Linked DNA regions of Mus musculus: regions 1, 2 and 4 are each linked to region 3. The links are chromatin contacts, called in public capture Hi-C and promoter capture Hi-C maps. All regions are on one chromosome and are shown on one strand. Each heading gives the region's core, a stretch centred on a gene start, on an enhancer-like site or on the middle of the called end of the contact. The rest is flanking DNA. Distances are from core to core; before and after follow the strand shown. Region 1 has its middle 21 kb from the start of Ceacam3. Region 2 holds the start of Mill2 (MHC I like leukocyte 2). Region 3 holds the start of Ceacam13 (carcinoembryonic antigen-related cell adhesion molecule 13). Region 4 holds the start of Hif3a (hypoxia inducible factor 3, alpha subunit).

The links. Promoter capture Hi-C pulls out the DNA fragments that hold promoters and counts their contacts. Capture Hi-C pulls out chosen DNA fragments and counts their contacts.
Region 1: a contact with region 3 is called in a promoter capture Hi-C map of trophoblast stem cells, with 12 times the contacts expected there. The contact joins the enhancer-like site here to the promoter of Ceacam13 in region 3. A contact is called at or near these places in 10 of 39 promoter capture datasets (the 3T3-L1 cell line, HPC-7-derived erythroid cells, cranial neural crest and 6 more) and 1 of 9 other capture datasets (adipose tissue).
Region 2: a contact with region 3 is called in a capture Hi-C map of embryonic stem cells, with 3 times the contacts expected there. The contact joins the promoter of Mill2 here to the promoter of Ceacam13 in region 3.
Region 4: a promoter capture Hi-C map of embryonic stem cells shows a contact between it and region 3, with 3 times the contacts expected there. The contact joins the promoter of Hif3a here to the promoter of Ceacam13 in region 3. A contact is called at or near these places in 3 of 39 promoter capture datasets (embryonic stem cells and liver) and 1 of 9 other capture datasets (embryonic stem cells).

Annotation. Positions count from the first base shown.
Region 1 is chr7:17,168,722-17,174,115 of GRCm38.p6, forward strand. No RefSeq gene overlaps it. Among named protein-coding and RNA genes, the nearest start is that of Ceacam3, 21 kb to the left of the region's middle. Within about 2 kb of position 3,295, at least 1 of the 459 cell types and tissues checked has an H3K27ac peak or open chromatin away from gene starts, as enhancers often do. A contact at or near this core is called in trophoblast stem cells, where this site is marked.
Region 2 is chr7:18,838,653-18,844,269 of GRCm38.p6, forward strand. Mill2 (MHC I like leukocyte 2) reads left to right here and starts at 1,314. Exons shown (of 6, transcript NM_153761.3): 1 at 1,314-1,439; 2 at 2,818-2,862. The coding sequence starts at 1,340.
Region 3 is chr7:18,006,344-18,012,049 of GRCm38.p6, forward strand. It overlaps Ceacam13 (carcinoembryonic antigen-related cell adhesion molecule 13), which reads left to right and starts at 3,546. Exons shown (of 3, transcript NM_028171.2): 1 at 3,546-3,690; 2 at 4,728-5,087. The coding sequence starts at 3,627.
Region 4 is chr7:17,059,471-17,064,778 of GRCm38.p6, forward strand. It overlaps Hif3a (hypoxia inducible factor 3, alpha subunit), which reads right to left and starts at 2,957. Exons shown (of 15, transcript NM_001162950.1): 1 at 2,886-2,957. The coding sequence starts at 2,911.

The sequences.
Region 1 (5,394 bases), core at 2,045-4,544, 840 kb before region 3:
AGGCCGTTTAAGTTGTCTCCATTTTCTAGCTCCTGTGCCTAGAGTAGCAACAACCATAGCTGAGGAGTCTGTGGAGTAGGATGTCAAGTCCTTGGATCAAATGCCAGGAGTGATGTGACTGGGTCATGAGGCAGGTTTATGATTAGGTTTTTTGAGAGTTTTCCACACTGATTCCTTGAGTGGCTGCACTATTTTGCAAACCCACCAACTGTGAATGACGTTTTTCCATGTCCCTATCAGCATTTGTGCAGGCTCATAGGCATTCTGACTGGGGTAATGTGAAATCTCAAAGTAGTTTTGATTTATATTTCCATAATTGCTAAGGATGAGGAAAACTTTGGAGATAGTTTTTAGCCATTTCCCCCTTTTTTTCTTTTGAGAACTCTGTTCATGTTCATGGCCTACTTTATTTTAAGATTTATTTATTTTATTTATATAAGTACATTGTAGCTGTCTTCAGACACACCAGAAGAGGGCATTGGTTCTTATTATAGATGGTTGTGAGCCATCATATGATTGCTGGGAATTGAACTCAGGACCTCTGGAAGAGCAGTCAGTGCTCTTAACGGCTGAGTCATCTCTCCAGCCCCTCCATGGCTATTTTAAAAATATGTTATTTCTTTTATTTTCCTCTTGCTCTCTCCCCTCCCTCCCTCTATCCCTTTCTCCATCCCTCCCTCTCTTCTTCCCTCCCTCCCTCCTTCCCTTCTTCCCTCCTGCCCTCTCTCCTTCCCTCCTGCCCTCCCTCCCTCCTTCCCTCCCTCCCTTCCCTCCCTCCTTCCCTCCTCTTCCTTCCTTCCTTCCTTCCTTCCTTCCTTCCTTCCTTCCTTCCTTCCTTCCTCCCTCCCTCCCCCTTTCTTACTTTCTTTTTTCTTTCTTTCTTTCTTTCTTTCTTTCTTTCTTTCTTTCTTTCTTTCTTTCTTTCTTCCCTTCCCCTCCCTTCCCCTCCCTTCCTCCCCTCCCTTCCCCTCCCTTCCCCTCCCCTCCCCTCCCTTCCTCCCCTCCCTTCCCCTCCCTTCCCCTCTCCTCCCCTCCCTCCCTCCTCTCCCTTCCCTTTTCCTCCCTTCCCCTCCCCTCCCCTCCCTCCCTCCCCTCCCTTCCCCTCCCCTCCCTTCCCCTCCCCTTCCCTACCCTCCCCTTCCCTCCCCTCCCCTCCCCTCATTACCCTTCCCTTCCCTTCCCTTGGTACCCTTCCCTTCCCTTCCCTTCCCTTCCCTTCCCTTCCCTTCCCTTCCCTTGGTACCCTTCCCTTCCCTTGGTACCCTTCCCTTCCCTTCCCTTCCCTTCCCTTCCCTTCCCTTCCCTTCCCTTCCCTTCCCTTCCCTTGGTACCCTTCCCTTCCCTTGGTACCCTTCCCTTCCCTTGGTACCCTTCCCTTCCCTTCCCTTCCCTTCCCTTCCGTTCCCTTCCCTTCCCTTCCCTTCCCTTCCCTTCCCTTTCTCCCTCCCCCTCTCTCCCTCCCCATCTCTCTCTTTCTTTCTTTCTTTCTTTCTTTCTTTCTTTCTTTCTTTCTTTCTTTCTTTCTTCTGGCTTTAGCTGATTGTGTTCTTTAGAGGGCCTTTAGCCATCTGAATGGCTTTGGTCCCTGGATGTTCTTGTTGTAGTAGGTATTGGGAGGGGGTTAACCTCGATGATCTTGGTTTGGTGGACCTCTAATGGGTATTCTTGGGTTGTATGGTTCCAGATCTGCAGGTCTGCATGGTTCAGGATTTGAAGATCTGATGAAGGTTGGTAGAGAGGTGGTGGGAAAAGGGATGTATGCCTGGGCTAGCAGGTTGCTCAGAGTACCTTGGCATGCCCAGAGGGCTCAGTAAGCAGGGAAGATGGGTGGGGAAGGGAAGCTTATCTGTATGGTTCAGGATCCACGGGTCTGATGAAGGTGAACATAGAGGTGGAGTGATAATGGATGTTACTGTGGGATAGCAGGCTGCTCAGCTGTGGTTCACTTTTAGCATGGAAAACTATAAAATGTATAGTTCAATCATTAAAGAGGGATCAGGAAGGTGGATGAAACTAAATCTTGTGTTCAAGAAGATAATCTGATTAAGATATTAAATGGAATTAATGGAATGATGACATTGGGGCAAGATACCAATCAGCTAATCTTCTGTCTTGTGAAAGAGTATTAAGGAAAAGCTTAGGTCTATGAGTGGTGGTATATACCTTTAATCTAAGCACTCAGGAGAGAGAGGCATGCAGATCTTTGAGTTCAATGTTAGTCTACAGAGCAGCTTCCAGGATAGTTAAGCTTAGGAAGTCATCAAAAACAAAAAGTTGAAGATGTAATTGAAAAAGAGGGCCATGGTCTGATCCCAGAAAGCAGCAGAATTTGGCAGACCAGCCATGTTGTTGTGTCTCTAGGGTCAAGAATAGAAGAGGTTTTGGAATCTCTCTCTGTGACTAAGGGAACTTGCTGAGGCCAGGTGTATGGCAGGTTTCTTCATGGAGGCCTGGAAAAAATGGTTATGTAATATTCCTCCATGACTAAGAAAAGCCCCTGAGGCCAGGCATGTGGCAAGGGTATCCCTGTGTGGAGGTTTAGAAAGGCAATTTTGTGATGTTGTGAAAGGCCATTGTGTGAAGGTAAAGCCTAAATTTCCTTAAAGACAAAGATGTTAGAGATGCCAGAGTTTTGGGATTCCTGCCAAGGAAAGCTGCTCACAGGGAGTGGAACCAGCCCAAAAGAAAGAATTGTGTTGCAGCCAACAAAGTTGAAATGAGTTGGAGATCCGAAGAGCATTTTGACATCAGTCATGGCAATGCAGGGTTTGGAGTTGGCCCAGCTGGTTTTCAGTCTTGCTTTGGTCCAGTATTTCATCACTATGCTCCCTTCCCTGTGTTTTGGAATGGTAATGCACATCTTGTGCCATTATATGTTGGAGTTATGTCATCTGTCCCAGTACAGAGAGCACAGATGCATAGGTGCCCAGGTCATTAGACAACTGTTTTGATGGACTGATGAGACTTCACAGGAAGGTCAATGTCCCCAAAGGAGGGACCTAGATCCTCCTGATGACTCATTTCCTCAGGTATAAGTCGATCAAATTCTCTCCTGTAGGCAAATAGTAACAGACACTGCACAGCTGTTTTCTCCCATTTTGAGGTGCTTGTTCATACTTAAGGCTACCTTATGGTCACTGTAACATTTGTTCCCCAAGTATGCTATCACCTGGAAACCAAGACAGGAAACACAATGGCCACATCAGGCTTACATAGGATACGGGTGACAGATGTGAAGCATGGGCTATATATGACTCCGACCAGGCATCCAGTATCTCGATCCTTGAGGCCCTCTCAGCTGACTGTAGAGCAGGGAGGAACTGATGTTAATCTTGGTTATCTGCAGCTTCAAGGGACATCTGGTTCAGGAAGTGACAACAAATGGGAAGTTATATTTGCCTCTAGATGTAAGATACCTGCCTCTAGAGAATTTCTGTAGAGTTCCTGGACTCCGCAGCTCACATACTGAACAGGAAATCATGTGGTTTCTGCTGTCACTCCTCCTGGAGCATAGTGGACAGGCATTTGTTTCACCTTCCAAGTACATCCTGCATCTACCACAGGGTTCTCTGCTCAGGGAGTCACTGATTTCAAACTATTTTTTACCACTTGCCTCTCATCTTACCTCATTGTGCTTTTTAGAGAAATAATCCTTGCAGGGATTGTTATCAGATCCTAGATATTAGTAACAATGGTCCCATATGGAGAAAGTTCATGTTGTGAATCCCTAGCCAAGATCTGCCAAACACACTTGTGCTTCTAACCCAGGTTCCCATGAATTTTTGCTGTCTACTTTCTACCAGTTAGATATTCCTCTGAAAACATCTACCTAGGATGTGTTGGAAAGATGGTTTAGTGGTTAAGATCACTGAATGCTTTTATACAGGAGCCAAGTTCTGTTCCCAGCACACCCATGGCAGTCATATCCATCCTGTAACTCCATTTCCAGTGCATCCAATGTCCCTTTCTGACATCAGTGGACACCAGACATTCTTGTGGAACACTTATATACAAGCAGTAGAAATAATCACACAATGTAAATATTAACAGAAAAAAACCCAGTCACCCTATTTTCAGGAAACATTTCTTCATGGTCCTGAACTGTGCAAGACAGAGCATTAAAGATCAAGGCGAATAATGTCACATCTTCACATCTGTCACCCGTATCCTATGTAAGCCTGATGTGGCCATTGTGTTTCCTGTCTTGGTTTCCAGGTGATAGCATACTTGGGGAACAAATGTTACAGTGACCATAAGGTAGCCTTAAACGGTTCTGTTTCACGCTTACCTGTACACCATTCTCTTTCCTCTCCTAGATCATCCTGAGACAGTTCTTTGCCTTTTGGGGCCCTGTGCCTCATGTCGGTCACCATAAACACAAGGGAGGATTGGCTCACATTATGGTATAGCCTGGGTAGTTACTGAATGCCAGTCCCACTCCTGGTCTCATGCGTGAGATTTTGTTATATAAGAGTCCTGAGGATAGGGTGTGGATGCTTCTCAAGGAAGATCAATGGGGAGTCTCATTTTGTCCTATCTGGAGGTTAGACTTGATTTGCAGTGGAGGCCAGTGTAGCTGGAGGGACTCAGTACTCTGTAGTGTAGGCAGGCAGTAGGTCAGTGCAGATCAGGAGTGACACTGTAGCTCTGACTCCTATGTCTCTGAGGCTCAGATCACATAAGACCAAGACTGTTTCTCCAATGCAGCACAGGTGGCCCACCATCTCTGAGCACTCAGCTCCTCCTGCAGCTGCCTGTGATTCATTTTATGCCTGTTTCTCTGGATCGGAGGTGGATGCTAGAAAGACCAACACCGGATGAAAAACAACTTTGTAAGGATCAGAGGTTCCACAGGGAGCCATCTTCTCTCTCTGTTTTCTGTACATCCCTGCTACCAAAAGCCACCATTACAAGAGACAATTCTAATCCCATGGAGGATGAGGATGATAGCTGTAAAGTGTGAACCTGAGACTCAGACTATAACCTACTTGCGGAGGATAAATGTTCAAAGCCTCTCAGGAGGGGACAGGCTGAAGCTGTGAGAAGGCAACTGGTCTGTTACTTTACTCAATGTCATGACTGACACAGGACCTTATGAGAGTGAAACCTGGAACTTAGTGAGTCCCATCTGATGTGACCCATTCAACCCACATATTCAGTGTGATTAATTAATGTTTTATCATGTTGTAACTTCCAAAATACAGATGACTAGATCTAGGACAGTCTGTCTCTCTTGGGAGTGGTAACATTAATCCATGACATAGAAACCTAACCTGGCCAGGGCATCCTGGCCTAGCCCAAGTTCATGCAACCAGTCCCAGCATTGAGCTAGAATGGGTTGTAGAGACTTTTCTCACCTATAGAGACTCACAGTGATGGAGACATAAGACTCAG
Region 2 (5,617 bases), core at 64-2,563, 830 kb after region 3:
CATGCTTCTTGCTCTGATGATAATAGACTAAATCTCTGAAACTGTAAACCAACCCTACTTAAGTGTTTGCCTTTATAAGACTTGGCTTAAGCCGGGCGTGGTGGCGCACGCCTTTAATCCCAGCATTCAGGAGGCAGAGGCAGGTAGATTTCTAAGTTCGAGGCCAGCCTGATCTACAGAGTGAGTTCCAGGACAGCCAGGTCTATACAGAGAAACCCTGTCTCGAAAAACCAAAAAAAAAAAAAAAGACTTGCCTTAGTCATGGTGTCTCTTCATAGCAATGGAAACCCTAACTAAGACAGGAACTAACTAAAGAAGGTGAGAACCTGGATGCAGGAGCTGATACAGAGGCCACAGAGGAATACTGCATACTGGCTTGCTTCCCATGGCTCACTCAACAACTTGCTTTCTTATAGAACACAGGACCACCAGCCCAGGGTTGTCACCACCCACAGTGGGCTGGGCCCTCCCTCATTGATCACTAAGTGAAAAAAATAAAATAAAATGCCTTACAGATGGATCTCCTGGAGGCATTTCCTCAACTGAGCCTACTTTCTTTCTGATGACTCTAGACTGTATCAAATTGGCACACAAAACCAGCCAGTACAGCCAGTGTTAGCCCTTTAGCATAAATGAAAATGGAATAGAATTAAAAATCACATACGGAAAATAGAGCATTATTGTCATCATAAGAATGTTAGTGTAGTCTCCTGGCATAAACGGTGCACACCTTTAATCCCAGCACTTCAGAGGCAGACGGCAGATCTCTGTGAGTTCAAGGCTAGCCTGGTCTAAAAAGAGAGCTCTGGGATAGCCAGGGCTGTTACACAGAGAAATCCTGACTCAAAACAACAAAAAAGCTTCCATCCCAGTTAACACTATTTAAACAATGTTAGTTTAGATTTGTTAATTCTCAGGCAATTAGTTACTGACCTGGGCTGTGTTCATCTTGCATTCAATTCCCCTTCTGAGCTGGCAAAGGACTATTACAGAAGCTACAAGGTATGGACCCTTCGGACATCCTTCAACATCCCTTCAGCTGTGTTCACCAGTCTGTTCAAACTACTTTTGATGGTGATTCATTTGACAATATCAGGAGGAATCTGTTGGTGTAAGAGATATCGGAGTGTCTTAGAAGACATTCAGATGTGAGTAACTCATCTGACCTTAAAAATAAAAAGAGGAGTGGTGGTACACAACTTTAATCCCAGCAGAGGCAGCAGATCTCTGGTCTACAAAGTGAGTTCTGAAGACAGCCAGGACTGTGTTCTCGTCACTTAGCTGATGGGTGGAGCTCTGAAGGGAGGAGTATGTTTGCACAAAACTCCATTTGAGAAAAATGAAAGCCAGTTCTGGAAAGCCCAGAGAATTCAGACCAGCAGTCCTACTGTTGATCTTAGGGCTGCTCCTTAGAGACTCACGGGGATCCAGCATCCAAGGTGAGCTCTGGGCAGGATGGGGACCATCCCTGTAAGCAGGGGAGGGATGAGTCACACTGTTTAAATGAGTGAAATTAGAGTGTACATAGAGAAATGGCTGTCCCAAGGAACCAAACTAGGGAAGTCACAACGGAGAGGGAGACAGAGGAAAGGGGGAAGAAAAAGAGAGTGTGTGTGTGTGCACAGAGAGAGAAGAGGACCAGAAATGTTTGGATTATAAAGGAAAATAATAATCTTCTGGGGGAGGAGAAGCCCAGACCCTGGGCTGGAAAATTCAGAGTAGAGGTCCGGGTGTGCTAGGTAGGTAGGGACTGAGGGATACCGGGAGAACCTAGGGGCTAGGTCTGCTTTGGTGTGTAAAATAGGCGGCACAGCCCCTGCTCTCTGCTCTGAATCCCAACCGTAAGGAATAGGTCAGAGCGCATAGGCACAGGAAAGAGTACGGGAGGGAGAGGCAAAGGGTGGAGCGGAGGAAACTGAAACTGGAGGAAGGCTTAGCAAGCCCAGCAGCCTTCGTAAAACATTCCCCGAGCTGACATAAGTGGGGCGTGGGGTTACATTGGGGAGCCTTTATTGTCAGCTGGAGGACACATGACTATTGGAGTACGCGGTCTACCACCGGAAGCCCCTGCAAGAAGGAACAGGCAGCCCTTTTCTAGACCTCAGTGGGTGGCCTTCTTAGGAGAAAAGGGATGTCTGCAGGGGAAGACTACAAAAAAAGGCCTGACACAGAGACCGGGGGGGGGGGGGGCGGGGCGGGAGGAGGAGCATTTAGTGTCCCTGCCCTGAAGAAACTCCCAGAAGAAACAGGGAGTTGGTGAGTGTCTGCACACCATGGGCAGAGGTCTGGATGCTGTGTCTGGAGAGGACCTGATTGGTGTCTTTGCTCATTGTCAGGTTACAGTGACTGTGAAGCCCGAGAAAACTGAGGATTAAGAGTGGTAGGGGCCTGTGATGAGACAAGCTGTGGAGGGTGTCTGTCTGTCTGGGAACTATCTGAGCAAGTATCAGGGAGGAGCTGGGGGCGGAGTAGAAGCTCAAAACACTCAACTGAGACTCTTCCCCCTCCAGTCCTTGGTTCCAGGGGTAGCTATAGAAGATTGTTCTTTTAATATCTGGAATAATTATTTTTATTGTTGTTGTCTCTTGCTTGTTGTTTGAGACAGGGTTTCACTGGGTAGCCCTGGCTATCCTGGGACCAGGCTGGCCTTGAATCCATAGAGCTCTGCCTGGCTGGCTAGCTAGAATTAATTTTCTCAATAGGAAATAGTGTGTGTGTGTGTGTGTGTGTGTGTGTGTGTGTGTGTGTGTTGCAACAGGTATGCAGGATATGCACAGGACAGAACAGCAAGGATCTTCCTCTACTCTCCTGAAACAGGGTTTCTGGCTGACGTGGAGGTTCATGGTTCCAGCAGGCTGACCAGTGAGTTTTCAGGACTGCCTGTCTCTGCTCCTCAAAGCTGTGGGAGGAGGGGTTACGGGAATGCACAGCCATGCTCTTCTTTTTTATGTGGGTGCTGGGGATTCGAACCCAGGACCTGTGTTTGCAGAGCAACATTCTTATTCACTAAGCCACTTCCTATCACCTGGCTACTTGCTTTTGACAGTGTCCCCACCATGTAGCCCAGGATGCCTTGAAACTTGGCCACCTCCTGGCCCAAATGGTGTATACACATGCACTACCACTTGCGGTGGGGGTTATTTTCCAAATCACCAGAAGGACCTGATGACATGTCTATGTCAGTTTTCTTTTCTTTGAGATGTAGACATTCCCCCAACAGAGTGGTGCATGGACTACAAATGACGAACTGTGTGGACTTGTCTTTGTCACTCAGAACCTACAGGACACAGAGTAAAGGCCCTGAACGTATCAGAATCTACAGGACACAGAGTAAAGGCCCTGAACGTATCAGAATCTACAGGACACAGAGTAAAGGCCCTGAACGTATCAGAATCTACAGGATACAGAGTAAAGGCCCTGAGAGTATATTTCAACTAGATAAATATTTGTCTGATCCGATCCAAATCCCATGATGAGTCCTAACCTTCAGCTGCATTACAGTTATCCAGGAGAATTCCCATCTGATAGACTACTTAGCACTGTGGTCATGGGAACTGGACCCACAGACCCACACATGCCAGGGAAGGGCTCGCCCCTTAGCTCCAGCCCCAGCTGCCTGAATTGTATTTCCTTATGTCCAAAGCCTGGTGAAATCCTTCATCCTTTTCCTATATTTTGTATATTTTAATAATATTTTCTTAACATACATGAAACAACACATAGTTTATTTTCCTAATAGCAGAAATTGCCCCGTTATGTGAGATTTTCCTCTGCCTTTGCTATGGTTGAGGCAAATGTCACCCGAAGGCCCATCATTGCAAACTTGAACCCCAGTCTGTGACATTATTGGGAGGGATGAAATGGGTTCAGGAAAATGAAGTGAATCATGAAGCAGAGCTTTGAAGGGGACAGTGAGACCTGTCTTACTTACGGTTTCTATTGCTGTGAGGAGACACCATGACCCCAGCAACTCTTATACAGGAAAGCCTTATTTACTTGGATCTTGTTTACAGAGGCTTACTCCATTGTCATCAAGGCAGGAAGCATGGTGGCATGCAGGCAAACACAGTGCCGCAGGGTCTGAGAGTTCTACATCCATCGGGATCAGCAGGCATAAGGAAGAGAGTGACACTGGGCCTTGCTTGGACATTTGAAACCCTAAAGGCCACCACCAGTGATCCCTTTCCTCAAACAAATTCACACTCACTCCAAAGAAGCCACTCCTCCCAATGCCACTCACTAAGCCTTCAATTATATGAATCAATGAGGGCCGTTCTTATTCAAATCACCACAGCTAAAGGTAGCTTAGTATATAGGGATTTAAGTGGGTGTGTATACCCTTCTTCTTCTTTTTTTTTTTTTTTTTTAATTTGTCATTTGAGCATTTGATGGTGTTGTTTCACAATAGCTTGACCCGGTGGGTTGTAAGGGATCATAACATGATTAGTAATCCATAGATTACTCAGCTATTAAAAACAATGAACTTATGAAATTCTTAGGCAAGTGGATGGATCTGGAGGATATCATCCTGAGTGAGGTAACCCAATCAAAAAAGAAGTCACTTGATATGCACTCATTGATAAGTGGATATTAGCCCAGAAACTTAGAATACCCAAGATACAATTTGCTAAACACATGAAACTCAAGAAGAAGGAAGACCAAAGTGTGGATACTTCGTTCCTTCTTAGAATGGGGAACAAAATACCCATGGAAGGACTTACAGAGACAAAGTTCAGAGCAGAACCTGAAGGAACAGCCATCCAGAGACTGCCCCACTTAGGAATCCATCCCATAAACAACCACCAAACCCAGACACTAGGCAGATGCCAACAAGTGCCTGCTGATAAAAGCCTGATATAGCTATCTCCTGTGAGACTCTGCCAGTGCCTGGAAAATACAGAAGTGGATGCTCACAGTCAGCTAATGGATGGATCACAGGGCCCCCAATGGTGGAGCTAGAGAAAGTACCCAAGGAGCTGAAGGGGACTGAAGCCCCATAGGAGGAACATCAATATGAACTAACCAGTATCCTCAGAGCTCCTTGGGACTGTACCACCAATCAAAGAAAACACATGGTGGAACTTGTGGCTCTAGCTGCATATGTAGCAGAGGATGGCCTAATCGGTCATCAATGGAAGGAGAGGCCCTTGGTCCTATGAAGGCTCTATGCCCCAGTATAGGGGAATGCCAGGACCAGGAATGGGAGTGAGTGGGTTGGGGAGCAGGGGGAGGGGGGAGAGGATAGGAGATTTTCAGAGGGGAAACTAAGAAAGGGGATAACATTTGAAATGTAAATAAAGAAAAAAATCTAAAAAAAAAAAAAAAAAAAAAAAAAAAAAAAAAAAAAAGGAATCCATAGATTGCAAACTTCTATAAAGCACTTGCTAGTACACACAGGTTCATTACAGACCACAGTTTCATGAATGTCAGAAGGCTCTAAAGGCTCCAGAAAATGCCATTGTGTCATATCTGGAACTGAACTTTTTCAAATAGTTCTTTATGTGTGTCGTTTCTAGGAACCCCCCCCCCATTACAACTAAAACCTGGTAATAATTATTTACAGATCCCAAGTAGCATGCTAATACAACCTACCAATTATTGTCAGTATATAATGTTA
Region 3 (5,706 bases), core at 2,296-4,795:
AGATTGAGAGGTTACCTTGTTCAGGAACCAAAATCAGAGGGACAGTTAGATTTGACTCCAAAACTAAACACATTATTCTGGGGATTTTCTGCATCATTCTATATACTAGACTGTAAATAATTTGTTTTCTTGTGTGCTATTGTCACTTCTTCAACATAAAAGACTTGTCTTTGCTTTGTCCCTCCCAGTATATCTTTCATTTAACATAGGGCTCTCCCCGCTCAGAAACTCACTAATTTTAAACACCTGATGTTTGTTATGACCCATTCTGTGTAGTTACCTGAAGTCTAGTTTCATGTGGGATTTCTGTACACACATAAAGTCATGAGGACAGGTGTGGGTGCTGCTCAGGAGATTTAAAGGAAAGGTTTTTTTCAGTCCCACCTGTAAGAGAGAGTTTAACATTAAAATCTTGGAAGTTGCTGTCCTAAGTACAGACTGGAGATCAGTGCAGCTGGAAGGACACAGAATTCTCTTGCTCCAGACAGGCAGTGTGTCAGTAAGGATAAGGAGTGTCAATGGAGCTTTGCCTTCAGCTCCAAGGTCTATAAAATCAAACACTGATACTCAGCTTACATGTGACATGGACTGTTTCTGCCAAGCAGCACATGGGGTCATCATATTGTAGAACTCAGGTCCTCCTTCATCTGCCTTAGTCACCTCTGTTTAGTCTTCTAAGGGCATTTATTGGGGGTGGAGTTAAGAGAAACATCACTAGCTGAGAGAGGCCTTTGCAAGGATCAGAGATCCCACAGAGGGCTATCTTCTGTCTGTGTTGCCTTCAAAGTACTGCAATACAAGACCAACATGTGACAACTCTATTTCAAGGAAGGTGGAATACTAACCTGTGAGCCTGACCCTCATTTTTTTTTTTTTGATGTTCAACTAAGTGGCCCTGAACACCTCCAATCATCTTCATTTATACAATCATAAGACTGGTTGCCTGAACAGTGTTATTATCATTGATTTTTATTCAGTTATAGTATCAGCACTACAAAAGCCCCCTTTGTTCCCCTAGTAGTTTTCCCTCCACCATACCCTTCATCCCTTTTCCTCCCTCCCAATGAGCCTTGTTTATTCAACATGCATATGACAGTAAACCCATCAGAGCCTCTCACATGATCTAAAGCAAAGTCTACTTCATCCATTATCACAACTAATGACTTAGGACATTATCAGTGCTGAAACTGGAAACCAGTGAGTGCCCGCAGAAATGACAGAACCAACTGAAATGATAGCTTAGAGTAAATTTCATTCCTTCTGATTTTAACCACCTAAACACAAGAGTAGACCATGAACACCCAGTTCCTCTTGAATTCACGAATTAAAGCACCCACATGGACACCTAGGTTGATATTGACAACCTATCTTCTCCCAAGCCAAATCTTTCCAGCCCAGGGTTGCATCAGGAATGGTATTGAGGGCCCATTCCTGTTTACTGTACAATCAGGCTATGTCCAGTTATGGTAGGAATATAGGTATCTCAGACTCAGTCTTAGTAAACACATGAGAATAAAGTTTGTCTATTCTGTGGGTGCTGCCAGGGTCATGTGTACGGTATCCAAACACATTCCCTCTAAGCTACACTGTAACCTCTAATTGGGATCCATATGTGGTTTATCCTACCACAGAGAGAGACTGGCTTGCTCTTTAACAAACTATTCTCCTGCCCTCTATTGATTTCAGAAGTGGTTTTAGAAGTAGCTTTGTCCTGTTTGCATGACAGGCCCTAGTGCCCCATTAATAACATCTTAAACTCTTAATTCTGGCCAGGAGTCTCTGCCTACCCTCACCCATCTATATAGTTCTAATAGGCTTATTGATAGTGATCTCCAGGATCCTTATGATCCTTTACCTGCACATCATTATTAATAGCAGGGATCTCATGCCTACCTCCTCCATAGCTCTACCACCAGCATCAATAGGACTATATTGTTACAAACTCCATCTTCTGCTGAGTGGATTTGCATTAAGCTTTGTGGTAGAGTCTTTTGGTTTTCTGATTAGATGAAAAAAAAATATTTTCTAGTATGTGTGGGTGCAATCAAGGCTCAGTTTTCTCCTGAGACTTCTGGTGTAGCCTTCAGTTGTCCTCTCTGTTGTCTCTCTGATTCTTCCAGATTCAATCTAATGAGGGGAGTTACAGAATATCTCAGGCAGTCAGATGAACATTATAGGGGAAGGTAGAGACCATGAGAAAGCAAGTAGATTTCTTTCTGTCCGTAAGCCATGTCTTCCTGCCTCCTGCATTTCCTTTTAGGACTTCTTGATCTGGGAGGAATACCCACTGCTTTTAAACCTGATCATAGGCAGTCAAATGACAGATGAAAATGTACAGTTGTTTTGGGACAAAAAGCATCTCAGAGCTCTGCTCCTATGTCTGTTCCTGTCTCACTTGGTGACTGACTCACCTCTGATGCCATTTTGACTGGAAGGAGAAGAGATGGTGCCAAGCAAGCCTGTCCTGAGTCACAATAGACCATGTAACTAATTTCACTACATTTCTCATGAATTAAAATGTCACTGATTGACACCAAGAGTTCTGTGCTTGAGAATCAGGGAAGTGGGAAAGTGAACAACCGGGTGGGCTGCTTCTGAACTGAGTTCCATCTCTGAAGGTCAAGCTGTCTGAGGCTGTGGACAGGAGCACAAGTGATGGTCACAAACAACAGTGATGAGCACTTCCTTGGATAGCAGGGAGCTTCCAGTGGTAGTTAGCATTTACTGTGAAATGCATCCACCCTGAAGTCACCGGAGTAGGGCTAGAAGGGACTCAGTTGAGTCAGTGTCTTTCATAGATCACAGTGAAGGAATCTGTGGATTAATCTCTTGAGTGTCTTAATTGAAGTAGGAGGGCAGAGGCCACTGTGAATGGTGTTATCCCTATGCAGGTGGTTGTGTATTGTCTCAGAAATATAGTGAAACATGAGAGAGAGAGAGAGAGAGAGAGAGAGAGAGAGAGAGAGAGAGAGAGGACAAAAACAGACAGAAAGAGAAAGGCAGAGAAACACAGAGAAGGACATTTTTAAAAAGTGTCCCAGTGAATGACCAATTAAACAGCTCTCCTCCTCAGTTCTTCACTCCAGATTCTTGTCTTTTATCTGTACCTTGACTTCCCTCAATGATGGATTTGACCTCTGTTACTGGCCTGAAAATGCATTGCTCTCTTGAGCTGCTTTTGTTCAGGTTGTTTATCATAGCATCAGAAGGTTAGAACAATCAGTTTCCTGGGAAGTAAAGCAAGTAAAGCGTATTCATTTGTATCCTACTTGGTTTTCCGGTTGTATGCAAATCACACAGCACCATATCTCCATATAAGGCCAAATGAGGGCCCGAGGAGATTTATCTGCTTTATCGCTCAGTGTGCAGTCTGGTGGACTGAGACATTATGAGAGCAAAGGAGAAAGGTGTAGAGAACAGGAGATAGGGGAAGATGAACTGATGTGTTTTGTACACAGGAAATGTCCCCAGGCCATATAATTCTAGGAGGGACTCCTACCTGGGAGGAGACTACAATAAAAGAGAGGAAGGACAGTGGAACTGACAGGAGAGTTGAGTGTGGAAACAGCACTGGAGCTGAAGCTTTTCACAGATGTAGACAGAGCAGGTGGCAGGTGGCAGAGGTCATGATGAACTCTGCTGCACTTTCCTGTAAAGACTGCACCTCTTGGCAGGGGCTTCTGTTCACAGGTGAGGAGGCTACTCTTTGGCACTGAGTGGGAGAAGGGGAACACAGAGTCCTGCTTAAGTCCCTGAAGAATATAAGAACCTAGGAATAGAATCATGGTTTTGGGAAGAGGACACAGACAGGGGCAGGAACTCTGCAGCAGGAAGTGACACAAGATAGTACAATGGAGCAATAGCACTATTGTTTTCTTTCCCAACTCAATCACATGGACAACTGTATTCTAAGGACTGATGTCCCCAACCATGACAGTGTCTGTCCAATTAAAAAACAAAGTACAAAGAGCCATTGCAATGACTTAATGGTCATGCTGCTGGCTGCCAATCCTAAGATAGCAACTCAATTACCAACACATACAAGGTGTGTGATTTCTATGTATATGCTGTGTATACATTCACCCATACACAAATGAACACAGTGCAATTTATATAAGCATTCACCTTCCCCACACATACAAACTATACCAAACTCCTGTACTAAAGGTGTCAATAGTTTCAATTTTAGCATTTTGCAAATGTACTCCTGGATAGGCATATCCCTGACACATGCATTCTCCCACTCATCCAAAGGTATTCAAGCCTTTATCAGTTCTGGACATTCCAAAGATGTTAGGCTTATCTTGGTTCCAATAAAGCCCTAGACTAGGGGATAGTAGATTAGACCAGAAAGACATTATAGAAGTAGAATCAGAGAACTCAGACCAAAGAGATAACACAGGAAAAAAAAATCAAGTGAAGATCTCTAGATTAAGAGGTAACAGGAGCCATCATCTCAGCCCAAGTACTCTGAATATAGACAGGAGGCTGAGGGCAATGTGTGGAATCCTTAACAGAAAAGAGAGTTCCATACACAGAATGGAACAGGTTCAGGGCCACTGATGGTGTAGTGAAGGTTATGTTACCCAACCCTTCCAAATACAAAGGTGCCACTCTCACATGCCAACTTAGGCTGTGTCATGAGCTGTCCACTCAGGACACAGATCTCATTATTTCATCAAATACAGAGGTCCCAATGTTCATGGATTTTCTCTCCTCCCTTCTAGTCTCTCTTTTAACATGCTGGCTGCATCCCACTACTTCTCATCTCACCATTAAAGCAGTGCCTCCCATTGCTGTTGAAGGGGAAAACGTTCTTCTGTTTGTGCATAACCTGCCAAAGAATGTTAAAGCCTTTTCCTGGTACTCGGGAGCTGCACCGTTCAAGTGTTGTGAAATTGCAAGTCATGTGATAGCTACCAATTTTACTGCAGTGGGACTTGCACACAGTGGTAGAGAGACAGTACTCAACAATGGATCTCTGTTGATCAAGAGTGTTACCAGAAAAGACTCAGGATACTACACTCTACGAACACTTGATTCAACCTCAAGACCTGAAATAATACGTGCAGAATTCTTTGTACACCGTAAGTCAATTTTTTGTGAACTCTGTTGTTGGGTGGGTTCAGTCCATTGCACATTCAGAGGAGTGTTGAGCCTGAACTGGATCTACATTCTTTCTGCATTGTGTCTCCATGTTGTTGTAGGAGGATCTTGTACAGGATACACATTTTGGAGACAAACTTTCATAGATCAGAATCCCTCACTTGACTGCACATGCAGAGAGGTGGACTTGTACTGAGTAACTCAGACAATGATGTCAGCCTCAACTCAGACCCTTAGGCCTCTCACCATGAACCTACACCTGAGTTGAGGAAGAAATGAGGAAACGAGGGGATTTTCCATGACCTTGGATGCAGACCTCTGTGCCCGACTCAGCTCAGAGTGAGGGGGGACAGCAGGGCTGATATCAGAGCAACACAGCTCAGGGGCACTGTTAGAGGAAGAGGTGTTCTTAAAGGAGGGAGGACAGAGCAGACACCAGAGGCTGTAGTGATGCCTCCTTAATCTCTAAGCAAATGTACACAAGGTGGCAGGAAATCCTGCTACACATGCCTACATCAGTCCCTATCCCTGTGTGGGAGGAGGTTAGCTGAGGGAGTGTCTAGAGTCTCTTGGAGAGGATAACGGCTTCAGATGAGACTC
Region 4 (5,308 bases), core at 1,707-4,206, 950 kb before region 3:
CTGAGATGCATGCAGTTCAGCAGGAGGAGCATTTGCCTAGCGGAACTACATGCACAGGATGTGGTACCTGCCTGCAAATCTATCACTAAGGGGGTGGGAGCAGAGGGAGCCTGAATTCATGGTCATCCTGGAATGTGATGAGTTCGAGGTTAGTCTGTCTTAGACAGAGGCTGAGGCCCAGAGCAATGACAGGGCTAGCCTGGGTGGCTCAGGAGGTAATCTCATGGCCATTCCAGTCTACCTTGCTCAGTTGTCTCTCAGGGAAGCTTCATACCCACCATGCACCCACCATTACCTTCCTGCTTTGGAAGCCACCTCAGATGGGTGACAGAAATTGCCGAGGCTCCCAAGAGCAGGGTCTGTTGATTTCAGGCACCTCATTGTGTGTGTGTATGTGTGTGTGTGTGTGTGTGTGTGTGTGTGTGTGTGTGTATGTGGTGGGGGAGAGATCTGTTTCCTCACTGGGAGAGTTCTGACTCCCATTATCCAAGACTGGAAGCTGGTGCTCTGGGAGGGAAATCCCTGGGCCAGGGAGTGGAAGCTTGGGGGTTTGAACCCTGACTTTAGAGCCTGTGTTCTAAAATGTTATTCTTCAAGAAGGTGTGCCCACCACCCCAGGGACTCCTGTCTGTTCCTTTCTGCCTGGTGGCCTTAAGTCCTTTCCTCCTGTCCCAGCACCGCTGCGGATCTCCCTAGCTGGCCCAGCTCTGGGCCAACCCCTTGGCAGTGTGCCCAGCCTGGGACGTGCGCCTGGAACCTTGCCACCTTCACTCCGTGTTCTAACTGAGAACAGAGGGTGGGGCCTAGGGGCCCAGGGTGAGGCCTGGGAAGGGGGACTTGGGGCCCAGTGGTGTCTTAGCCAAGAGAGAAAAGACCCCATCTCTTTCTCACCCCGAACAGCTCAGGGAATTAAGACATTAAGAATTTTCACATTCTGAGCTTCTCTCTGACTCTTAGCTGGGTACTGGGGGGTGGAGGGGCTTGCCAAAACTGTAGAGGGTTTGAGGTGCACTGGGGGCTTAGCTTTACATCTGACCCCTTTGATATTGCTTGGAGGTGACCTGAGAGGCCAGGGGACAAGGTTTGGGTTGGAGAAAGGACTTAAGGTAGGGGTCAGTGGGGAGTCTCTCTGACCTTGATCCAACTTGTTCTCATGTCATTCGGTGGGGTGTCTAGCCATCTGTCCTGTTTTTCCCGGAAACCCTGCTCTCAGGTGGGTATTCAGGGCAGTGTGCTCATTCTTGATCTCCTATGAATACTCCCCACAAAGAGTAAGATGGCTTGGAGACGGAAGCTAGAAGAAAGAAAGGGGCACACGGCGCCAGAGGTAACCACTCACCCTCACCCAAGCCCCCTCTGATGCCAACTGTCATCCTGGGGGTGCAGGAGGGGCCCGGAGCTCAGCTGTGAGGCGGGTGCAAGTTGGATGTGCGGCCGCGTGGGATGACACCACAGGAAAGGGCTGGCCTTGGGTGCTAACGGGAGGAGGAGTGGGGGGGGGGGAGCGATGACACCCTAGTTAAGTTAGGAGAGGGCCCTCACACAACCATAAAGGGGCGCTGTCACGAGCGGCACCAGGGATGGCCTAGAAGGGGTGGGGACTGAGTTCCCGGGTGGGCTCAGGGCCAGAAGTTGGAATAGATGGGCCAGACAGGGCCAGAAAAAGGGCGAGCCTGGGTGGGTTGAGGTAGGGGGTAAAAACTGGGTGTAGAGAAAAACCAATCAGATCTCGGAAGCCAGGGAGGAGGGACAGGGGTGAGGCTTGAGGGATGCCCCAATTTAGACAGGGAATACCAAGAGTCTAGGAAATTTTTCTGGGGTCTCCCGTGGCAACCTGGCGAAATGGGCTCCACTGGCTATGGTCCCAAAGCCTCTGCACCTGTTGCAAGGTGAACACAGAACCCGCTTCTTCCTAGGATAACCCCAGCTGTGTCCAGCCACAGGAGGGCGCTGCCTTCCCTTGATTAGCCAGGGCATCTTTCGGAAGGATGTCTCTCAAATAGGGTTTGGGTGGGGCCCTCCTCCCTCAATTACAGACTGGGTCCAGGCAGATGAAATTGACACAGAACCAGATCGCAGGAAGTGGCTCAGATTTGTTCTGTTGGTACTGAAAAGGAGCGACCCTACTTATTTAATGCTGTTTTTTGAGACAAGAAAATGTAGACCAAAGCTGGTCTGGAACTTGCCATGTAGGCCAGGCTGGCTTTGAAAGCATCAATCTCCTATAGCTTTCCAAGTGCTGGGTTTACAGGCATGAATCTCCTTCCCCAGCTATCATTCCACTCTTTGAAAGGCAAAAAGACCTTGGTTAGGTCCCACACAGCCTCTAATGAGGACCTCCCTATCCCCATGTCATTTTAGAGCATTTTGAAGCTTGGGAGACTGTTAGAAAGGGCATGGTAAAATTAACCTCTCTCCTGGAATTCAGAAATAGTGTCTTTCAGGGACTCCCTAGAAACTCCAGTTTGGGGATCCCTTATTAACACCACAAGAGCTAGACTGCCAAGGAAGACTCCTTTCAGGGATTTGGAGGAAAAGACTTTTTTGGAAGAAGTCTTCCTTGCTCAAACGCGACCACCTCCAATCCATAAGGAACTTGGAGTTTCACCCCCAGCCAGATGGAGGATTGAACCCGATGTATCTGGAAATTGCAGCTCATAACCCCAAAGCAGTTCCAGGGGAGGGGGGCGGGACAGCTGGAGCTCTGGGGGTAAATCCCTGATACCCTGAAAACCTCTAAGGTGGAGGGTGCATCGGGATGTGTCCCCAATCGGGCGCCTCACAGTGTCCTCAACTTGAGCCACACCCCAGAGATGAGGGGTTCCCTTAAAGCTCCGTCAAAGAGAGCCCCCAGACCCCACCATCCTATCCCCGAAGCCCTGTACCTCACGCGCTGCAGCCCCAACGCCATGGCTCGCCCTTCGCGGTTCCAGAGCCCTCGATGCCCAGCGTCCCCCTCCCCTGCCTGTGTGAGCCCCCTCCCCAGCTCCACCTCTGCCACTCCATTGGCTGGTCTTTGCCCAGCCCGCGGCTCTGATTGGAAGGTGGGCTTGTTGCTCCCGAGAAGGAGGAGGGACTAAAGGAGAAGACTTGGAACTTCAAGGGGTTGGGGAATCCGATGTAATGCACACCCCCAGCCACGCCCCTGCCCCAGACTTCCTTGGCAGTCCGGAGCCCGCCGGGCGTGATTTCCCTCCAGTCTCTGAACTTCCATATGTACACTTCTGAACCATCTGATTCACTGTTCTCTGTGTCCCAGTTCCTGTCGCAGTCTCTGCCTTCACTCCCACCTTTCCCAACCCCCTCTCCTTTCTCCCGCTCTGTCCTTTTCTTGACGTACCAAGTCCCCACTTCTCTCCACCCCGAACTCTACTTCACCTGTATTTCATAACCCCTTTCTTTGCCATACCCCATGTCCCTCCACTGTGTGGCCCCACTGTGGACCCCGCCTCCCAGAATCTTCCTTGTCCACCCGTCTCCACCCCATCCTGACCCGTGGCCTCTCTTAACTCCCTGTGCAGGTTCCTGCGGATGAATAATTAAGCTTCTGTCAAGTAAATATGCTTTAGCTTCATCACACCCACTTGTAAAGGGAACAGAGAACCGATGAGAGATACGTGCGCAGTGACATGGACAGGTGGAAGACGGTACAGCTGGGTAAGGAAGAGGAAGGAAGTTCCTGTGTAGGCTGGAGAGGGCGTGGACACTAAGGACAGGGGTGAAGGAGCAGTGTTCCTTCCGTATGCAGGTTTGGGTACACTCTACACTGCGGCAGAAATGGATTTATTGTTTTTGAGTTATTGGGCAAGCTCCATCTTAGGACTTTCACACATAACTGCGCACTCTCTTTAGAGTGCTCTTCTCGGCTAGACGGTTGGCTCCAGGTTTAAGGCCCTTGCTGCCAACCCTGAAGACCAGTGTTCAATCCCCAGGCCCTCCCCCCTCCCCCCACATCGTGGAAGGCAAGGTCTTTGATTTATCTGCGCGCACGCGCGCACACACACACACACACACACACACACACACACATACACACACCACACGTAAAATGTAATAAAAAACTTAAAAAAATTCTCCTCTAAAAATCCACATGGCTCCCCACCTCAACTCAGGAAAATAGTAAGCTGTCTCCTCCCATTGCCTTCTCTTCTCCATCTTCCTTCTCCTCTTCTTTCTCCTTCCTCTTTCTTCCTCCTCTTCTCCATTTTATTTTCAGATGGGGTCTCATGTAACCCCGTCAAGACTGGCCAGCAAGAGCTGGCCTTGAACTTCTATCCTCCTGCCTTCACCTTCCAAGTGGATTACAGGTGTGTACCATTATGCCCAGCTCCCATGCCATTTAGTTTCAGTTGATTTTATTTGAATAAATCTGACTATATCCATGCTATCAGCAACTCCAGGGAAGAAGGCAAAATCCAGACAGAGCCAATCACTGTAGGACTTCCTTGGCCACAGTGATTACCAGTTTTGGGAAGATATATGAACCAAACTAGTATAGTGAAGATTAACTCTGAGGACTTTGCTGTAACTGTCAGGAGAGAGGGTTTATTTATTTCTTATTGTTTTATTGTGTTTATAGCACAGAGGATTGAATTTGGGACAAACTCAACCAGAACCATACATATCCCCAGCTCTTCACTGTGATATTGAGATTCTAGGCAGGGGCTCTACCACTGAGCCACGCCCCCAGCCCCTCACTGGGGGATTCTAGGCAGGGGCTCTACCACTGAGCCACGCCCCCAGCCCCTCACTGGGGGATTCTAGACAGGGGCTCTACCACTGAGCCACACCCCCAGCCCCTCACTGGGGGATTCTAGGCAGGGGCTCTACCACTGAGCCACGCCCCCAGCCCCTCACTGGGGGATTCTAGACAGGGGCTCTACCACTGAGCCACACCCCCAGCCCCTCACTGGGGGATTCTAGGCAGGGGCTCTACCACTGAGCCACGCCCCCAGCCCCTCACTGGGGGATTCTAGGCAGATGCTCTACCACTGAGCCACGCCCCAGCCCTTCACTGGGGCATTCTAGGCAGGGGCTCTGCCACTGAGCCACACCCTAACCCCTCACTGGGGGATTCTAAGCAGGAGACAGGGGCACTACCACCAAGTCTGAGCTCCATTGTTCTTTTTAGCAATCTGGCTCGCAAAGCAACTACCCTACGCGTGTATTATATTTCACAATAATAAAAAAATGACTTGACAGTAATTGTCATTGAGGAGCGCTGAGTTAACTGGAGGTCACAACTGAAAGCAGAGAGCTGAAATCCTCAAAATAGAATGTGCAGGTCTGTGAGGGGTGCTCTGGGGCA